Regions from separate parts of the Sus scrofa genome. Here all the other regions are linked to region 1. Evidence: chromatin contacts called from public promoter capture Hi-C and targeted proximity ligation data. All regions are on one chromosome and are shown on one strand. The core of a region is the stretch at or near the end of the contact, and the rest is flanking DNA. Distances in the headings are between cores, read along the strand shown. Region 1 holds the start of RPL3 (ribosomal protein L3). Region 2 has its middle 66 kb from the start of RPL3. Region 3 overlaps LOC110260643 (a long non-coding RNA gene).

Region 1 (4,029 bases), core at 293-2,792:
TACAGCTGCCAGCCTGTGCCACAGCCACAACAATGCCGGCTAAGCGGCCTCTGAGAACTTCACCACAGCTCACAGCACAGCTCCTCAGCAATTTGGGTTCTTTAACCCACCAAGCAAAGCCAGGGATTGAACCTGCATCCTCATGGATGTTAGTTGGGTTCATTCCCACTGAGCCACAATGGGAAGTTTTTGTTGTTGTTGTTTTTCACAACAATGTGAGCCATGGCCAGGCCCAGAGTAAAAGAACACAAAGGGGTGCGATGGAGGTGGAAGGTGATACAAGAAAAGTGTGTGTGTGTTCGCGCCCGGCAGCCAAGAAGCTTGAGTAGCTAGTTAGGTCAGATTCTTGGGTGGCAGGCTCAGGAGTTAAGGTTTAATCCCAGGGAAACAGGGACGGGTGGGGGTGGGGTAGGGCACGGGAACTAACAAGATGAGATTTGATTCTTAGAAAGATGTGGCGGGGCAAGCTTGGAAGAGGGGAGAGCAGCTAGGAGCCTCCTAGGTGACCCTGAGCCTAGGCAAAGGTCACCGAGGACCCCCTTCACACAGAGGGTCGGGGAGGCTGGCAGGGTCAGGCTCGTGAAGCCAGGCAGCTGGACCCAGGACCCCAGGTCGTGAGGTGGTTTCGCCGCCTCAGACCTTCAGAACCGAGCGGGGGCTCCCGCACCCAATACTTGATGGAAGGGCGGAGATAAGGTTTGAGGGACGGGGGCTAGAAATCAGGACGTATTATAAAAGGCAAGTTATTTTAAAATAGTTGCTATGAATGTGTGAATTTAAATTTCTGAATTAAAATGACGTTATTACAAGCGGAGTTAAAAAAATGAAAAAATAAAAGGCAAGTTAGTGTCAGGAAGCGGCTCAAAATAGCAACAACGCCGATCCACTGTGTGGGATGGATATGGGACACCATGGGTGAAAGCTTTTTTCCTGAAGTTTTCCTTCCCTTCCTTTCTTCCTCCCTCTCTTCCATTTCTTTCTTGTCTTTTTGGAGTTTTTTGAAAACGCTTTGGAACTGAAGCCCCAACAGGGTTACTGAATTCCAGAAGTTGCTGCGTTTTAATTTACCTATTTTGGCCGCACTCGCGGCACGTGGAAGCTCCCTAGCAAGGGATCGAACCAACGCCGCAACTGGGTCCTGTGCCACAGCTACGGCGACGGCAAATCCTTAACCCACTGCACCCCAAGGGAACATCCAGAGGTGACTGCGTTTTATAGGAAAAGCAGCGCCGTAGCTGTTGTTCTTCACCGTAATAGGGCGTTTCATGAAGTCTGACTGCAGCAGGACTGCTTGGGGTTGTTCCATTCCAATTCTCAGCGGGCGACCCCAAGGCTTTCCCTAAGTTGGAAGCCAGCCGCTCGCCGTAGAGATTCTAGCTGCCCTAAGAAGCTGACGTCAAGGTCGAGACGAACACAAGGCTTACGTAGCTTACGTAACTTACGAGCTTACGTAGAAACGGCGCCCAGTACCAGCCCCGTGACCTGACGTCGGCCGCGGGCGCGCGCTCGCACGCCGGAAGGGGCGGAGCCAGTCTGGGATTTATATATCGCACGCCTAGACCAGCCCGACCTCTATCGGCAGCTTCCGACCGCGGGATGGTATGTGTTGTTATGGCGGATTCTTCCTTGTCCGCCAGGGTGGCATGGCTGAATCTGCGGCACATCGCCGCCATCTCGGCTCGCCTGGCGCCGGGGGCCAGTTTTAGGAGGCCAGGGCACTCTGCGGAATCCGCAGTCAGGTCTATTTTCTGAAAACATGCTAGGCCTGAGGTTGATTTGCTGCCTGCCGAGCGGCTGGCGAGAGGCCTTGCCACAGGAGCTGGCCTGGGGGTTCTGGGCCGATAATCCTCAAGCCATGGACTATTTCTGGGTCTCAGCTTAAGCGTGCAAGATTGGAATCACGAACACTTTGTCTGGCAGGACTCCGGGAGGATTTGGCACTGTTAAAGTGGGAGGTGCAAGCAGGCGGGAGGGAACTTTGGGGGAATGGTTCCTGGGCCTCTGAAATGACTGGGACGGTTGGTGCCACTCTTTGGGCCTCTAGACTTCTCAGAAACCACAGATGATGAACTTATTGACGGGCGGACAGAAACTGTGTGCTGATTGTCATGTTCTGATTTGGCTCTGCCGAGTTCTAGTGGTCCCTGCTTAACCGGCTTAGCTCCCTCTTGGGAGCAGGAGGAACCACGACCCAGCCATTTGACCAGAAGACCCTATTGTAATCAGAGCCTGACATGCACATACGGCTCCTGGTTAAGTTATGAAGTTTAGTGCCAGTACCGGTGTACTTTGGTTCTCTTTAGAGGAAAATGTGGGTGGCACGGCAAGTTACAAGGTGAGGGTTTGAGGTTAGTGATAGGCTCCGGTTTGGCTGAATCATGATCTTTGGGTGTGTGATCCGCGCCATCCCGTCCCCAAAACAAACCTTGATGCAGCATGTAGTTCTGGGTTTGCTGGTCTGGATTCAGCCTTGCTGAGAATCCTCTTAGAATCCAGGCAGCTGGGAAGAAGTGAGCTACTTAAGGTGCTGACTTGGTGGTTTTTTTTCCTAGTCTCACAGGAAGTTCTCCGCTCCCAGGCACGGGTCCCTGGGCTTCCTGCCTCGGAAGCGTAGCAGCCGGCACCGCGGGAAGGTGAAGAGTTTCCCCAAGGATGACTCTTCCAAGCCCGTGCACCTCACCGCCTTCCTTGGCTACAAGGCTGGCATGACCCACATTGTGAGGGAGGTCGATAGGCCTGGGTCCAGTAAGTACACACTACGTCCTCCTAGTTGGGATTGGACTAGGTGGGGCCAAGCTGTCGGAACGGGGCAGGCTTTGGAGAGAGGGGAAACTGGATAATGGGATGGAAATGACATACCTTAGGACCGGTCAAAGCTGCGGGGTACGGATGGCTGGCCCTGCTTGCTTTGGGCAGAGGGACATAAGGGAAGGGTGATGAGTAAGAGCTACAGTGCAGAGAAATACATACGCTGTTTTAGGATATTGTCACTGCCAAGGGTCAAATAAAAACCACACGGTTTTTTAGTGGCAGCACTGGACTGTGAGCCTTACGTGAGCACTACTTGTGTTCTGGGTTGTGAAACTCGAAGCCAAAAGTCACTAGGAGTTTCTGTATAGTTAAGGATGTGGTGTTAACTGCAGCAGGTGGGGGGTAGCTGCTTTGGTGAGGGTTTGATCCCTGGATGGCTAACTCCCACGTGGCCCCAGGCCGGGCCGAAAAATTCACAGAAAACAGCAGTGACTATTGAATGGCAGTAGATGTGAGGCAGTCAGAACTGTCAGATTTAAGCTCAGGCCGCCAGTATGCTTAGTATTCTTGGTATTACCTAGGTAGTAAGGCATTTGCTTGGGATGGTTATGATGGACCAGAACTGAATGGCTGATGAGGGTGTAGGGTTTTTTTTGGTGGGGGGTTTTGTTTTTGTGTTTTGGGTGTGTGTGTTTTTTGGTTTTTAGGGTTGCGGCTACGGTGTGTGGAAGTTCCCAGGCTAGGGGTTGAATTGCAGCTGTGGCCTACGCCAGGGCCACAGCAACGCTGGGTCCGAAACACATCGACCTACATCAAAGCTCGCGGCAACACCAGATCCTTAATCTACTGAGCAAGGCCGGGGATCAAACCCAAATCCTCATGGATACTTAATCAGCTAAGCCACAATGGGAACTCCAAGGATGGAGTTTCTGTTGCCAGCAGAGGGCACTATGTTATTAATGAGCAGTTTAAAGGAAATCATTACACATTATAGTGCCATTGGTTGAAGGAATTGGTGAGTCCACATTTTCAGGCACCTAACTGAATAGTGCTGATGCCTGAAGCATGTAGAAATTCCTGGGCCATGGATCAACGCTGGATCCTTAACCCACTGAGCCGCCAGGAAACAGTCCAGTTATTTTTGATGAGCTGAAAATTTGTGCAGTCTAAGAGGTCAGTAGGATAGTCCTGGGAGTTGAGACTGCTGCTGCGGGCTTAGACACACTCCCTGTTATCTGAAGCAACCTGTCTTGCTGGCCAGGATGGGCTCTTGACAAT
Region 2 (3,717 bases), core at 27-2,526, 65 kb after region 1:
GGCTGCAGCGGCCTGAACGCCTGATCGCCGCAGATCCGAGCAGAGCCCACCTCCCTCCCCAGCCCCCGCCCCCACCCTGGCCGCGGGGGCGGCGCGCTCGGTCCACGCGTCCGGGGCCCCGCGGGGCCGGGCCCGGAGTCGGCATGAATCGCTGCTGGGCGCTCTTCCTGTCTCTCTGCTGCTACCTGCGTCTGGTCAGCGCCGAGGTGAGTTGCGACGGCGGCTGGGGTGGCTTGGCTTCATTCATTACCCCCGCCCCTATTCCCCGGTCGCCCCCTCCTCTCGCTGCAGTGAACTTTGGACCCGTGCAGCCCCGGGGCCTGACGCCGGGCGCTAGGTGACCTCCGAGGGCTGAGACGCTAGGTCTGGGAGGTGCCAGGTTCCAAGGGGAGAGTGCAGTGGTAGCTTGCTTTCCCAGGGGCGACCCCAGATCTCGGAGCTTCTAAGCATCAGGGGAGGGTGTGTGTTGTCCTGGCCCCCACCCCTTAGGAACCCGAGAATAAGCCCTCTCCCAGCCCAAGGGAGAGGGGTGGGGTAGTGCCGAGGCAGCGCGTCCACCCCAGCCCACTTCGGTTATAGCTTAGGTCCTGTCCAGGAGCTGGCTTGCCCGGGAGGTGCGAGCTCAAGCACCCGTGGCAGCCACGCCAACCTTGGGCGGAGGTTTGCGTCCCACCCTGGCTCGCGCTCCCGGTCGCGGCGGGGGTGCCCTCGGGCTCGTGCAGGTCTTGCCTGGCCCCAGAGTACGGTGCAGGATCAGCTTGTGTCTTGGGCGCGGTGGGTGCCGAGAGAGGTTTGGGGCACTTGGGATTCGGGGAGAAGTGGGAGCTCTGAGCAAATCCAGCCCCCCGGGGCCGTGTGTGTCTGAGGCCACGCCATACCTGCGCCCGCGCCCGCGCCCTGCGGGAGGACGCACCTCTCTCTCCCCCGCTTGTAGGGCGCGGAGCGCCCGCCTGTAAAAGCCTAACAGCAGGGGAGGTGGGGTAGCAAAACGTCTGCGGGAGCTATCAGGTCGGATGAGTCCCCCGCACCCCTCCCAGCCTCACGTAGCAGTGAGTTGGCAAGTCTACCCGGAATCCAGGTGGGAAAGGGGGCGGGGCAGCAGGAGGCGCGAGGTGCCCGGGAGAAGAGGGCAGCGGGGAACGCGGGGTGCCTGGGTCCCGTCCCGCCTCCGCTTCGCCGCGGCCGGGAGCCGGCCCCTCGCCTGCTCTCGGGGAGGGCCGGTCCCTCTCTGCCTCCTGCTCCGCACAGGAAGGAGGCGGCGGCGAAGGGGTTAAGGTGAAGAGCTCCGAGGCCGCGGCCGGGCCTTGGGCCGCCGCCAGCTCAGGTTGTTTTGACCACGGAGGAGTCGTCGCCGTCTCCTTTTGTTCTCGGGGCTCCTCGAGGGCCGCCGGCCGCCCGCCCTGGGGCCCCGCCCTTCCGCGGCCACCCCCCGCGGCCAAGCACCCAGGAGGGAGGACGCAGGGCTCGGGCCGGCCGCCCGCAGGCCCCTCCCGACGCCCCCCTCCTCTCCGCTCCGCAGCCCCCCAGGCCGCGGCCAGCTGTTGGGGAGGGGGGCGCCGGCCGGCCCCAGCTGCCGCCTCGCCTCGCCGCCGGGCCTGGGGGCTGGGCCCGGTGCCAGGGCGTCCTGGGAACGGCGGCGCCCCCGCCGCTGCTCTCCGCAGCCCACCCCGCCCGGCCCCCGGACTCGCTCACTCACCCCACGCATGCACACTCTTGGCCAGAGGCGATGCTGCGCTCCGGCGGGCGGGCGGGTGCGCAAAGCGGGCACGCACTACCGCGGCCGGGTCGCGCGCCCGCCGCCGCCACGCCCGTGCACAAGCGGGGCACACGCGCGCGCACCGCAACACACGCACGCACGGCCCCCGAACACGCAGCCTGAGCACACGTGCGCGCACACCCACGCACGCTCACAGGCACGCACGGCCCCTCTACGCCCCTGCACCAGGTGCCCGCCCCCGCGCAACAGGTGGGCCCATCGTGGGCCCTGGAATCTCGTCACCTCTGCAGCGACCCCATTTCCTGCCTGGGTGCTATGAGGGAATGGGAACAGGCACCCTCCCATCAGGTCATGGCTCCCCAGCTCCCACTTGCTTTTGCCTGGTCAGGTCAGCTCGGCTCGACGCCCCGCAAGCATCACCCCTCTGTGATTGCTTTTTTAAACCATCCTCATGTGGCCCCAAACGGTGTTGATGTGACTGGGGTCGCTGCGACGGCCAGAGCATCTTTCTCTTCAAACAAGCTCTTCTTTGAACCTCTGGGACTGGCTGGACCCCTACATCCCACTCCAGAAGGCTGGGGGAGGGGGGAAGGGGGGGAACACTGTTCTGTCCTCTTTGCAGATCCCAGCCTGGGCTGGAGAGGCTGGATGACAGCTGGATAAGGCTTTCCCAGGCCTGCCCTTACCGTCTCCAGCTTCATCCGGCAGCTCCTCCTGCTTTTCCACAACTCCACTGGGATGTGTTTGGTGGGGAAGCTATGGCACGGAAGCTGGTGCCTTTCTCCTCACTTGAATCACAGCATCCTTGAACACAGGGCCCTCAGGAACCCACAATTGTGCAGTGTTTTGCAGTTTATGAAGCACTTTCTGGCAGAGCCTGTGTAAGCCTCAGGAGGCTCTGAGGGAGGAGACCTAGAGGGAAAATCTATCGACATGGGAGCCGGTCCAGGAGGGCTTGCTGGTGGAGGTGGCTTTGGGGTTGGACTGAGCCACAGGTGGAGGCCTCAGCAGCTGGGAAGGAGGGATGGGGAGCTCTGAGGTGGGGCCTGGCCGAGGATTGGCTGTGGCCCATGAGGTCCCCTCTCCATCAGCTGAGCTGGCTTCCGGGAGGGTGAGTCTCTTTGTCATGTGATGCCTCTGGCTTTAGCACCCTTCTGCCGAGGAGTGAAGGGCCCCATAGACCTTCACCAGCCGGCTTCTTTCTGGTTTGCTAGTGGCTGTAGGTAGTGGGAGACCGACTTGCTAGAATCTTCCAGCCCTAGAAGTGTCTGCAAGGTTAGATCAAACAGGATTTGGAGGCTCTGGTGCAAGACCTAGGAACAGTATGTGTGTGAGAGAGAGACCCATACAGCAGGAGTGGTGAAGAGGTGCTGGCCCCGGGCCTCCTAAGTCCCCCTCGGAGTCTTCCCTCACCCCACCCCACCCCCAGCATAATTACTTTCCTTTTCTGATTTATTTAGTCATTTATGATCTGTTTTTCCTCACCGGCATATAAACTCCACTAGAGAGCTTTTGTCTTGGTCACCGCCATCTCCCCTGCTTAGAGCGGTGCCTGGCCCCGTGGTGGAGAATCTAAATATTTGTGGAAAGGACAGTGAATCCGGGGGGGGGGGCGAGAGAAGGAGCAGACATGTGTCTAGGGCTTGCTAAGTGCTTCATAAACACGGCCTCATTCAGTTGTCAGCCAGGGCAGCCCAGCGTGGCCACGCTGCCCTCCAGCAGGCATCCTCGTTGGAATCCCCTGCACCACTGCCCCCAGTCTTGAGAGACAAGCGTGGCTTTCTTTTCCTTGCCACGGGACTTGGACTGCCAAGCTTGGACTGGACAGAGGGGACAAAACAGAAGGAAAATGGGATTGCAAGTTTCCATATATCTTGCGCTGGGGCTCAGTTTCTACCACCATTAAAAAACAAACAAACAAACTGAGAAGGTTGGATAAGCTCAGAATTCCCAAGGGCAGCAGAGTGACCTGGCCTCTTGAAAATGCAGATTCCTGGACC
Region 3 (3,646 bases), core at 416-2,915, 120 kb after region 1:
TGATATGGGTGAACTGTGTTTCTAAAAGCTTCCCCTGGCTGTGGATGCAGAGCAGACTGACCATGAGATGGGCAAGGGGGGGGGTGATGGTGGAGGTGACCAGGGCAGCAGCTGTGCGGCTGGACAGCAGGGGCCAGAGTCTAAGCTACTTCAGCAGCAGCATGGACAAGCAACATCTGTCATGCCATGTCATGACGAAAACAAGACATGTGTAGTGACAGAGAGAGGGGGTGACAGGGCTGGCTTCCAGGTCTCCCTGGCTGGCGGACAAGCTGACGCATTCTGCCCACCCAGCCGCCGGCAGCCAAAGGCTGCTTTGTCCTCCCAGGCCCCACCCAGGCCTGCTGGTCAGGGATGCTCTGGGGTCACCGTCGGGACACTGGAGAGAGTGCCCAGTGTAGAATCTGGGTCTCCCATGGCAACTGGGGGATAAACACCCCCCAACACACACTCACAAATGGCTGGGCTGGTTCAAGAAGACCCTGTACCCCAGATGGGTTGGCAGCTGTGGGATCAGGGCCCAGTCTGGGTGGACAATGACCCCCTTTCTGCAGCCTCTTCATCCCTGCTGAGCCCAGGCTCAGGGGATGAGGGTCCTAGGCTGGTCCCTGAGGAAAGAGTGGAAACAGATCCTGCAGTGTCTGGGCTTCCGATGAGCGGTGGGGACAGCACTCTGAATGCCTCCCAGAAAGCCAGGACCCTCCCTGCCCTGCACCCTGCCCCATCTGTAGCCCCGGTTAATTTCTTGACAAATGCCCCACCCCGCCTCTGTTTCTCAGGGTTTACTTGGGATAGTCTCCCACCCTCTGCATCTTGCAGCACTGGGTTCAGCGATCACAGCATTTCCCCGGTGGTGCGGTAATTAAACCTGACAAACTCTTTCCTTCTGTTACACGAGGCATGCAGCCCTCACCATGTGCCGCGCTGTGTCAGTTGCTTTGCATATGTGATGCCAATCACTCCTCCAAGGACCTCTCATGAAAGCATTCATTACATTTTATACCCGAGGACCCTGACTTGCCCAAGTTCACACAGCCAGAGTTGTGGAGGAGGTAGGATCTGAACTTGGCCAGTTGGACCCTGAAGCCCCGTTCCTCTGTGTCCCCGGCCACTGGGGGGACACTGTGTCCCCGGCCGCTGTGCGTGGGAAGGGGCCTGGCTCGTCTGTGCTTCTAGAGGAGGGGGGAGTCCTGAGAGCACTCGGGTTCATACCCTGGCTCTGCCCTACCTCACGGGGTGACCTTGGATGAGTCACTTTTCTTTGGGCCTCCACGTCCCCATCTGAGCAATGGGGTCATCCCTATGCAGTCTTGTTCCCCGGGATCAGCAGAGCCAGGCCAGGGAGCGCAGGCAGAGCTGAGCCCAGGTGGAAGGGGCCGTTTGCCTCTGTCACATGCTACTTGTTTGGCTCCTTCCTGTGCCTAAGCTGACCTTTTCTGTTCCTTTTTTGGTGTCAGGGAAGCATCAGATGGCTTCCCCACCACAGCTCTCTCCAGCCTGCACTTTTCCCAGCTTAATCAGCCTCCAGCTGCCCAAGTGTCCCAGGCGGGCCCTGGGTTCCGGCCAACGGTGGCCGCCCCCATCCCAGGGCTCCAGGCCTGGCCAGATGGGCAGCTGGTACTGGAAATAGCCTTGATGGGAGATGTCCCCCCTCTTTCCGGTACTCAACCACTTCCTCTCTGACAGAGCACACTGTCTCCAGAAGGTTCTGCTGGACTGAGGACATGCCCGGGACCCTTGTCTGTTGTCCTGCAGTAGCAGTCACCCGGGGCTTCCTCCTTGGCATCCAGGCCCTTTCCTCCCTCCTGACAGGACCCCGCAGTCCCCAGCCCTTGGCCGGGTGGGGTTGACACCCCCTCAGCTCCAAGTGGGCCTTGATTGGTTTAGGTCCATTTCGACAAGTCATCCCATGGCTGCTGGGATTGGTTCAGGGATAGACACGTGACTCGAGTCAGGCCAATCACAACGACAGTCTTTCCTTGAGGTCTCCTGGAGGTAAAGAGAAGCAGGGAGACCCAGACCTGACGGGAGGGACATACTGAGACACCACCCCGCCCCCAGCCCCAGGGGAGACCCAGCCTAGGAAAAGAGTGGGAACACAGAGCCCAGAGATGGAGGCAGAGAAACCAGGTCTAGGCAGCTTATTCGCATGGCTATATCAAGCTTTGCTGGAAACTTCAAACAAACAAATAAACAAACAAAAAAACCCCAAAACTTGCTTTTCAGTTACTACCAGCCCATAGATTTTAGGGGTTGCCTTTGCTCTTTTTTTCTTTTTACAGCTGCACTTGCAGCGTGTGGAAGTGCCTGGGGAGGGGTAGAATCAGAACTGCAGGTGCAGCCTACACCACAGCCACAACACGACCCTATCGGAGCCACATCTGCAAACTACACTGCGGCTTGTGGCAATACCGGATCCTCAACCCACTGAGGGAGACCAGGGATCAAACCTGCATCTTCACAGAGAAAACACTGGGTCCTTGACCCGCTGAGCCACAACGGGAACTCGGATTTTAGTTTTTAAAAACCACCTTAAGTTGAGTTTTCTGTTCCTAGGAACCCAGAAATCCTGAACAAGACCTGTTAATGTACGAGGGCCAGGCCTCGAGTCCTCTTCCTGCAGGTCCCTGTCACAGGATGGAGCCCAGGGCGGGCGGAGCACCTGTCCTCACCCCAGGCAATGCCTGTGTGGAAATAGGACCAAAACCCATCCTTGGTTCATCCTTAGTCTCAGAGCCAGAAGACCACCTAGAGGCCTTAAGTTTAAGGCCCCTTTTTCAGATGGGAGCACTGAGGCTCGCCACTGTCCCTCCTTTCCCATTCTACTGGCTTCATGCCCAAAGCCTCAGGCAGATGGGAGGAGCCGAGGACCCAGCTGTGCCCAGAGTCCCGAGGCCTCTCCTGCCCCAACTCCAGTTCATTTGAGGATGAAGGCTGTATGCCCTGTTGCTAAAACGAGAGTGGGTCTGGCTTGTGCACGGAAGAGAAATAGCTCTCACTGGGGTACTCTCCGTAGCCCTCAGGGTCAAGTCCAACCCTTTAGCCTGACCTCCTAGATCCAATCCCCTGTACTTTTCTCCTTCATCCCCTCTGCTCCTCCCTTGAGGCAAGCAGGGGAACTCTGTAGTAACTGTACAGGCTTCGTCTCTGCAGAAATGAATATGGATATTGCTGAGCCAAAGGGTTGAGTCACTTGAAATTCAAGACCATGAATCTCTAGTCCGCCGTTGGTGTTTGTTCCAATTAGCTATTTCTGAGTCATAAAGGCCCAAGACAACAATCATCTTATTATCTCTTATGGATTCTGTAGGTCGTGGATTTGAGAGGGGTTTAGCTGGCTTGTTCAGGGTCTCACAGGGTGGCAGTCAGATGGTGGCTGCGGCTGGAGTACCTGAGCCCTGGCTGGACAGCTCCCTCCCTCCAGCCTCTCCATGTGGTCTCTGCAAGGGCTAGCTTGGGCTTCCTCACAGCATGGCAGCTCAGGACGCCAGCATGAATGTTCTACAGGACGGAAGCTTTTCTCACGCAGCTTCAGAAGTGGTGCACTGTCAATTCCACCCATTCCATGGGTGATGAGCCCGTCACAAGCCTGCCCAGGATTGGACAGAAATTAGACTCCACTTCTTAGTGGAGGAGTGGAAGGTTC

Evidence for each region. Promoter capture Hi-C pulls out the DNA fragments that hold promoters and counts their contacts.
Region 2: a contact with region 1 is called in a targeted proximity ligation map of skeletal muscle. A contact is called at or near these places in 1 of 5 promoter capture datasets (liver), 14 of 47 Hi-C or Micro-C datasets (adipose tissue, alveolar macrophages, brain and 9 more) and 1 of 2 datasets of targeted methods (skeletal muscle).
Region 3: a promoter capture Hi-C map of liver shows a contact between it and region 1, with 3 times the contacts expected there. A contact is called at or near these places in 4 of 5 promoter capture datasets (fetal liver, fetal skeletal muscle, liver and 1 more), 28 of 47 Hi-C or Micro-C datasets (adipose tissue, alveolar macrophages, blood and 17 more) and 2 of 2 datasets of targeted methods (alveolar macrophages and skeletal muscle).

The regions. Positions count from the first base shown.
Region 1 is chr5:8,921,155-8,925,183 of Sscrofa11.1, forward strand. It overlaps RPL3 (ribosomal protein L3), which reads left to right and starts at 1,543. Exons shown (of 10, transcript NM_001244063.1): 1 at 1,543-1,599; 2 at 2,553-2,745. The coding sequence starts at 1,597.
Region 2 is chr5:8,986,510-8,990,226 of Sscrofa11.1, forward strand. No RefSeq gene overlaps it. Among named protein-coding and RNA genes, the nearest start is that of RPL3, 66 kb to the left of the region's middle.
Region 3 is chr5:9,043,161-9,046,806 of Sscrofa11.1, forward strand. The region is part of intron 2 of LOC110260643 (a long non-coding RNA gene); the gene reads right to left. Among named protein-coding and RNA genes, the nearest start is that of CBX7, 25 kb to the right of the region's middle.